Regions from separate parts of the Oncorhynchus mykiss genome. Here region 2 is linked to region 1. The links are chromatin contacts, called in public Hi-C maps. All regions are on one chromosome and are shown on one strand. Each heading gives the region's core, a stretch centred on a gene start, on an enhancer-like site or on the middle of the called end of the contact. The rest is flanking DNA. Distances are from core to core; before and after follow the strand shown. Region 1 holds the start of ccdc173 (coiled-coil domain-containing protein 173). Region 2 holds the start of dcaf17 (DDB1- and CUL4-associated factor 17).

What was found. A called contact is a pair of places that touch in the nucleus more often than the background predicts.
Region 2: a contact with region 1 is called in a Hi-C map of liver, with 4 times the contacts expected there. The contact joins the promoter of dcaf17 here to the promoter of ccdc173 in region 1. A contact is called at or near these places in 2 of 3 Hi-C or Micro-C datasets (blood and liver).

The regions. Positions count from the first base shown.
Region 1 is chr3:49,073,274-49,077,436 of USDA_OmykA_1.1, forward strand. ccdc173 (coiled-coil domain-containing protein 173) reads right to left here and starts at 1,897. Exons shown (of 9, transcript XM_036974384.1): 1 at 1,767-1,897. The coding sequence starts at 1,782. LOC110520093 (lupus La protein homolog B) reads left to right here and starts at 1,820. Exons shown (of 12, transcript XM_021597130.2): 1 at 1,820-1,960; 2 at 3,178-3,241; 3 at 3,367-3,470; 4 at 3,605-3,779; 5 at 3,874-3,981; 6 at 4,064-4,163. The coding sequence starts at 3,185.
Region 2 is chr3:49,355,540-49,359,702 of USDA_OmykA_1.1, forward strand. dcaf17 (DDB1- and CUL4-associated factor 17) reads left to right here and starts at 1,987. Exons shown (of 14, transcript XM_021597155.2): 1 at 1,987-3,636; 2 at 3,724-3,827; 3 at 3,935-4,025. The coding sequence starts at 3,517. It overlaps LOC110520100 (serine/threonine-protein kinase tousled-like 1-B), which reads right to left and starts at 1,909. Exons shown (of 22, transcript XM_036974411.1): 1 at 1,657-1,909. The coding sequence starts at 1,741.

The DNA.
Region 1 (4,163 bases), core at 647-3,146:
TGTCAGCTCACCACTCTTATTTTTAAAGTCATGTTCACTATTGAAGCCCTCGACACAGTTTGGATTTATAATGGTGATTTCGATGAGTGGACAGAGGGATGCCCCATGATCACTGCCAGATACTACCACTGTTCTGTGGCTTGACATGGCTTTATCTATGCTATAGGAGGGTACAGAGGGGGAGTTTTTCAACTTGAGACTGAATTCTATGACCCCTTAAAAAATAAATGATTCCCTACAGCCAACATGATTCAAAGTATGAAAACATAAATAGAGCAACTATACAGAAAGGAGTTTGTTACAATGAGAAGACTCCTAGGCGAACATGTAAGCCTGTGTTGCTCTATTGCACTGTCATTGTGTCTTGAATTTGTCCGTTTTACATGGTTGTCTGGGCAACTGATTCTCAGCCATTGACCTATAAATAATGATTTAAGTTATTCTGCACATTTAAATAACATGAACAATATTTCACGAGTACTAATGAAATCATTATTGCTTTGCCGTGTTCCGCTGTTCACTCTTCTTGATAAAAGGTTTCCTCTTTGAAAGGTGTAGGAAATTCCACTGCTTGTGTCGTAAATGGCACAATATTTGTGACCGGGGGCCACTATGGAACCAGAGGAGGTAGCACCTATGAAAAAATTCAGGCCTACAAGCCAGACATCAATGAGTGGATCATTGTCACAATAACTCATCTAGGTATGACACGTTTCAAAGGAAATGGGCATATATTTTCATTTGTATGGAATATATTTAGTCAGGAAATCTAAATCTGTCTTTATATCTTCAGAGTATGGCCTGTGCTCTGTTTCTCTGAACAACAAGCTGTACTTGGGAGGACAGACTAGGATGAGATCCAGAGAGAGATGTGTGGAGGCAGTTGTCAATGATGAAGGAGAGGATGGAGTGTGGCGCTGTAGTGATCAATGTCTACATCTATGTGACTGGGGGATATTCCTATTCAAAGGGGACGTATCTGCAGAGCATTGAGAAGTATGACCCGGAGCTGGACACCTGGGAGGTTGTGGGAAACCCCCCCAGCTCAGCAAGCACAGGGCTGCATTTGGATTTACAGTGTGTTGTGTCTTTGAATGTACTTTTACAACAAACCTCAACTAAATCCCATGGATACAAGTCATTTGTTCCATACTGATCATGTGTGACAGGTGCTAAGAATCTTTATACAAAAAGTTACATTATTTAGAGCATCTTTATAACCATTTGGCCAAAAACAAATGTTCAGTGACAAATGACTGCTGCTGGTTTAATATTACAAAAATAGCACATAATTTTCAATCCACTTACATTGAATGGCTTCTAACACTGGTTCTCATGCACTTTAACACTACCATTTGTGTACTTTTATACTGGCTAACCTGATAAAGCACTGATATGCACAAATGCACAGTTTTTAAACAAATCTCTACACTTGAAGCACAAATGTCACCAGGTGGGTATCAACCTTACATCTAAATCTTAGGGTTTGGGGTATGCACAATTAATCCGTTTTCAAATGTGGTGACATCGGATTCTGAATGTTTAAAAAAAATGATGAACTAAAACAACTGTTTTGTGGCTGATTGATGCGCTTCATGCACCCGATTTTACTTGATAAATGTAACGTCCATCTACAAGATGGTGCACATAGATGCGGTGGTTGTATGTTAATTGATTTCGTAGAGTGTGATGTGTGAATTCTACCTACTGTCCAAATATTTTCTAACAAATCAATTAACACGTGTAAATAAAAATACAATATTTACCAAAACCTTTGACCATAAGGTACTTCCGCAGCAGTCAGGCGGCGCTGTAGCCCCGGCTGCAGTCCAGAAAGCAATTTGTTTTGGCCCTCAATATTCTCCGTAGAACGTGCTTGCTTGCCAACTTGATTTAGTAGTGTGGTAGAAAGTCTTCTGAAGAACCAGCATCTCTGCAGGTAGCAGGTCAATTTATCACAGTAAGTAAATCTGTTACAATTTAACAGCGGTAGATATTCATATACAATTCATTTTATTTGGTAAAGAACCGCCCTATCTTGTATTTTTGAGGCCTGTGGAGAAAATAAGTAGTTGATCGCTAGCAAGCTAACGAGTTAGCACAGTTCGTGTAGCCAGAGAGGAAGAGGCGAAGCGAGATCATCTACTCTGCCTAAAATCGGTTCACGAAAATAAGACAACGAAGTGAGGAATAATTTTTGTGTTGAGGTCAATGAATGTCGAATTTGGTCAACAACAAATGTAATTGGTAATTTACTACGCGAGGCATATTTGATAAAATATAATTTTCGTAATGTTTAGTTTGTTAATAATCCACTGATCTAAGTGGTCGCACGTGGCATTTCGGCAACTTTGAAAAACGACATTATATCGGAGGCGTGTGAACAACAGGCAGAACTATCTGCCCTCGTTGGCTAGAATGGACCCAACTGATATCGCCGCCTGCCTGCCTCCCATATTTGAGGACATGTATTTCCATTGTTAGAATTGTCACTCGAATATCTTGTCCGTGTAAGTTCATCTTTGATGTAAGTACGCGTTGGACTCACTGTAAACTGCATCATAGTGTAAACTGCCCTTTTAGGTAATGTACTTGTTTGAATTGAGGCTGTTACTGTAACTACTAGTAAACCAAAGTACTTCATACAGTATGGGCATTATATATTGCTTGGTAGGTTGGGTAACATGACTGTCTTTAGCCAGGAGTGTGAACGTGGGTAACGCTTCGATCACACCGACAGTGTTGTTGCATTTTGGTACACCAGAATTACATTATTAATGTCCAATGAAACGCTGCGTTTGCGTTGCAGTGCGTTGGGCGTGGTGCATATGTTGGATTTATCGAACGTATGCGTCAAACTATGCGTAGAGGGCTTGACAGAAATGGTAGCACAATGTGAATGTTGAACTTTTGTTGCGTGCATAACTAACTTGCCTAGTTAAATAAAAAAAATACATATCCATATGATGCTGCGTACTATTTCTCGCAAAAAACTGCTGGTGTGTTCGGAGCTTAAGCAAAAGCTTTTCTCAATGCATACGTCTTGCGCATACATGTCCGCTGTGTAATTAGCTGACATGGCTAGTACTTGTATCTAAAGCATTTCCCATTTGGTTACTGTTGCTTGTTGATTTGTCACATTTTGATCTAGTAATTGTCTGACTTTTATTTTTTCAGACACATCATGGCAGAAAATCAAGCTATGTCTGAACTTGAGAAGAAGGTGGCAAGACAGATTGAGGTATATTGTCATAGCAAAATGTATTCTACTGTAGCTGTATAACCAAAGCTGGTGGTTTTATAATGACAGCTAACCTGGATAATGCTGGTCATCCCTGATTGACATGTTTTTCTTTATCTTCAAAGTACTACTTTGGTGATCACAACCTTCCAAGAGACAAGTTCCTCAAAGAACAGTTGCAGCTCGATGATGGCTGGGTGACTCTGGAGACTATGCTGAAGTTTAACAGGTTTGTGCAATTTACTTTTATTTGCTCAATTGGAATTTGGGACTTAATTCAGCCTACATTGTTTTTAAAATGTTGTTTTTTTAGTTTAGTTGCTTGCTTATAACATGATTCCTAACTCTCCCCTCTATTTTCAGACTGAAATGTTTGACAACCGATCCCAACGTAATTGTTGAGTCTCTGAAAAAATCCAAGACTGGCCTTTTGGAAATGAGTGAGGATAAAACAAAAATCAGGAGAATTTCAAGCAAGCCTTTACCAGAACTGAATGACGAGTACAAAGATGCCCTCAAACACAAATCTGTGTACATTGTAAGTTGGGTTTTCCAATATTTGAGATGCCACTGATTTGAGATCTTACAGCTGTTTTGGAGCTCTGTGTCAAACATGTTCTATGATCTCCCAGAAAGGTTTTCCATTGGAGACGACGCTTGATGAAATTGATGGGTGGCTGAAAGGGAAAGGAGTCATAGAAAACATTCAGATGAGACGAAACTTGCAAAAGAAGTTCAAGGTAATGTGGCAGGAGATATTTTTTTCCTCAGTTAAGATGGAAATGTTTAATAAAAACACACAGCATCTCCATCCATTTTCAGGGCTCCGTGTTCCTGACTTTCGACACTGAAGAAGTATCAAAGCAGTTCCTTGGACGCACAGACACCAAATCATTCAAAGAAAATGAAATGATTGTACTGT
Region 2 (4,163 bases), core at 737-3,236, 280 kb after region 1:
AACAGGCCCACAGGCTTTGTCTATAGACTCCGACACAAATGTTGCAAAGTGAAAGGTCAAAAACATTGCAATAGCCAATTCCACTCAAACCCTGATTAGTCGATCTGTCTTCACCATGAACACAAATGACACATCACGTAGTTGCAAACAACCACTCCACTTTGTGGGGAATACGACCACAAAACGCAACTCAAACAGCCCATAGCTGGAAACAGTCCTGAAGGACTGCTTAACCTGTGATGCGCTAATTGATTCGGGCTCAACAATGTCGCTCATCTTTCAAACGTTGTTCAATGATCTCAAAAGGGCTTTGAAGCCAGCTAAACGTTGGTTAAAAACGGAACTATGCGACACTACATTTCAAGGTTTCACTCAGACTACCTCACATCTCACGTTGAGACTCATGCTAAAACCGCACTTCCAGGACTTTTAGCTTGTTTGCCCTGTGTATGTTACCAGACTCGAATCTGAACCCATGCTACTTGGAGCAGACTAGATGGATCGGTTACTGCCACTAATGGATTGGAAAACCAACCAAGTATGGTCACAGGTCACAGTGCCTTCTCTACTGACCACACTGTCTTCTCCTAATGCTAGCTGCAACACAGTCATCCACGAGAGGTATCTGTCAACACCCCTTCGGAAAAATACGTTTTCGAAACCTCGTGGTGCAAAATCTGACCCAAAGAGATATTACGATATCTCGTCACATTCAATCAGCAAACCTGATTGATCATTATTTTCATGCTTTTTGAGCCAACAGTCTCTGTGAATGAGCAACCTTCCTCCTTGGAGTCGTGCAATACTGTAGCTGATACTCTGGCCTTCGGACACTTCCGCAAGCACTGCGGCCATCTCAGGAATAAAAGCATGAACGTGCAGAATGTACTCTGCTTCCCAGTCCGGCAACTGACCTGATATGTCCCACTAGTGAAACGCTGTGCGATATCGCAGAAAGATATCCTCATCTCAGTTCGCAGGTATTGGAACGGTTGCCACACGCGGACGCTGTGGTGAGGGACAAACCTTGACAGTCACTGAGTGTTTTGAAGCACAAACACCAGGAAATTTGGTTGAAAGGTTTACAGCCAATTTAATAACGTGGCAGCTGACAACTCGTACAAAGGGTCCAAACTTTTCGTTTGTGCCTCGGACACCAACCGCTGGTGGGGAGGGTCCCGAGACACAAAGGGGGGGAATACTAGCCCAGAACCATGATGAGCCTCGTCGGGGCAGGTGGTGGGTTCGAGACTACGTGCCACACTATACAAGACCGCCAGAGCTGGAAGTTCCCCATGAGATCAGAGAGGAGTGGACAGGCCCCTCGATGGGATAACCTTGTTACGCAAGGCCTTGCGTGACAGCAACGACCCCTGGAAAGCCATCTTACAGTGGAGGAACACACCCACCGAAAACATGGACAGCAGCCCAGCGCAACGCCTTCTGTCCAGACATGTGAGACTACCATCCCCGTAGCCAACAAGCTACTTGAGCCCTGCATCATGGAAAGCAGCTCGCTAAGTGCTTCTACGACTGGAATGCTCGAGACCTACCAGAGCTGAAGGTGAAACGATAAGGATGAAACTGCTCTCGGGAGACCACACAGGACTTTGGAGGATGGGCACGTTACTACAGAGAGTTGCACCATGTTCTTACCTGGTGGATGTCGGTGGCTCCCTCTATCGTTGCAACTGGGTGGATCTGCGCGTAGCCGAGCAGACAACGAACCAGAACACTCCATACACTCATACACAGTCCCAGGCCTAAGGGCAAGGGCTGCAGAATTGAGACATGAGCCAACTGAGGGTGAGGCTTCTACAAGCTCTCCAGCCGTGGCCCTTACTCACGGGTAGATCGGCTGTGTAAGCCACGAGACAGGCTTACTTTGTAAGCAAGGGACCGTGTTAACCTGTCCTCTGTTAAATACAACAACAACAAGAGGCAGACGACAACTGAAGTAAAAAGAAAATGTAATGTATTTTCATTTGTTATGACTTGCCTGCTATGAACTTAATGTTGTGCTGTTACGTTAGCACTTTCTATTGAAAAGGATGATGCTACGGAGTTTAGTTGATAGGTAATCGACTAGCTGGGCTGTTCCCCTGACCCCTATGTAGGGACTTGTACAATACTTGAACATGGCTATTGAACTTTATTCTTTAATCTAACATATCATACAGAAACAGTAACCAGGAGCGGTATGGTGTTGATATCTTGTATATATCAAAAGAGCAAAAGGAGCGTGCATTGAGGCTCGCAAAGTTATCAACGCAGGAAGTGGACAGCTTTGATTGTCGGAGCAGGGCACCAGTTAAAGGTATTATCTCTGGCGTCCCGTTGGACATTGACAATCAGGAGTAGTTGAATGTAAAATGTTGCAACTGTGACGGGGATCACATTTCCGAATTCCCTGAGTGCCCTGTTAGAGTGAAAGAGGTTGAGGTGTCAAGGATCAGGGCTGTACAGCAAATCTCCTATGTGGAGGCGGTGAAGAGAGTTCTGAATAAGATATTGTATATCTCAATCAAGTGGTCTGGATACACTTATTGTGAAGAAGGTGGATTTTGTACCATCCAAGAAGTCCAAGAAAGCAGACATCATTATATCTGCAGCTGAGAAGTTTTTGGGCCTCCAAGACTTAACCACAGAAGCACTGCAAGGACTATTGTCGCCAGGAAATGTCCAGCCATCACAGGATCCTTCTGGGCCTGTGTAGGGACCTGATTAAAACAGAAACGCAGGCTGATTTAGTTTTTAAAAAATTCGTTATTGATAGTTTGTATGGAATATATATATATATATATATTATTTAATAATTACCCCGCATTTTTTCCCTTTCGGATCTTTATTTTCCACTTGTACAGTAGGTGGCGGAATGCACACGTAATTGTCGCAAAAGCTCTTACACCAAAGAAGAAGGAGGGTGGGGCGGAACACCTACTATGTGAAGTTTAGTAATTCAATTCGCCCTTGACCTCCTAAACGATTTTGTTTTTAAAAATACTTTGGCGAAAGGTAACGTCTACAAAACGCTGTCCACTCTGTTTGTTACAGATTCTAGTTTTGGAAACTGAAAACTGTATGGAGATCAAATGTTTCATCGTTGAGATAATCTGAAGAATTCCGGTCAAAATCCACCTCGCTCTATCGTCTCCCACTGCCGACTGCTGGTCTTTCTCTCATCCCCATATTTGGTAGTGAGCGGAAACGCTAACCGGATGCTTCACATTTATACATCCGGTGAAATATATGGCTCGTTCTATCTGCGATCACTGTGTATCTGATGCTAAGGACACGTCGTTTTAGCAGTCGTGATAGTTATGACTATTTAATTATCGTGTTCTAAAGGACGAGGTTTGTGTATACGTAGTATTTGGTTGTAAATTAATCATTGACATGGTTGGAAGTATCGAATACCGACGTGGATAACAGTTGAACTGCGCTTGCTTTGTTTTGGACACACTGGTGTTATTGTGTGGAGTGTTCCAGCCCCTGTGCATTGAGCGCCTCCTAGTGATGCCTCAGCTGAGAGGGAAAAATGTTGCAACCTACCTAGACCTGAGATCGAGAGGCATTTTTGATGCTGGCACTTTGTCAAAACTCAACTTGAAGATTCTTAGGGGTCTTGTCCTCCAGGTATGTGAAGTGCAATGTATTAAGTAATTGAATATATTAATTCCACAAAAATAAATCTGAGTAATGACTTTTATTAATTTACTCTAGGACAGCAAAGACTTCACCAAAGTCTGGACCAAGTCCTCAAAATCCACTATATTTTATGAGAGTGGGAGGATATATTTTGAAAATTATCAGTGTTGCTTCAGTAGGTAATGTGTATATTTTATTTTGTAAACTACATTATGTGGCATTGTTATGTTTCATCACATGAGTACCGTTACTTCTTTTTTTTAAATTGAAAAAATATAATTTCCAGCCTTCCATCTGAGCCACAACTTCTGTATGAATTACCCAAGCGGTCCAAAGCGGAGAAGATTGAAGATGCATTGCTATGCCAGTGCCCTCTTGTAAGTGAATTAATATTTTCCATCTTAGCCAGTTCACTGTTGCTGTATAGAAATGTAACAGCTTAGAATTCCTAAGAGGTCAATAGATATCACTTCCAGTTTTTAGTTCTGTACATCTACATTGTCAGCATCACTGTG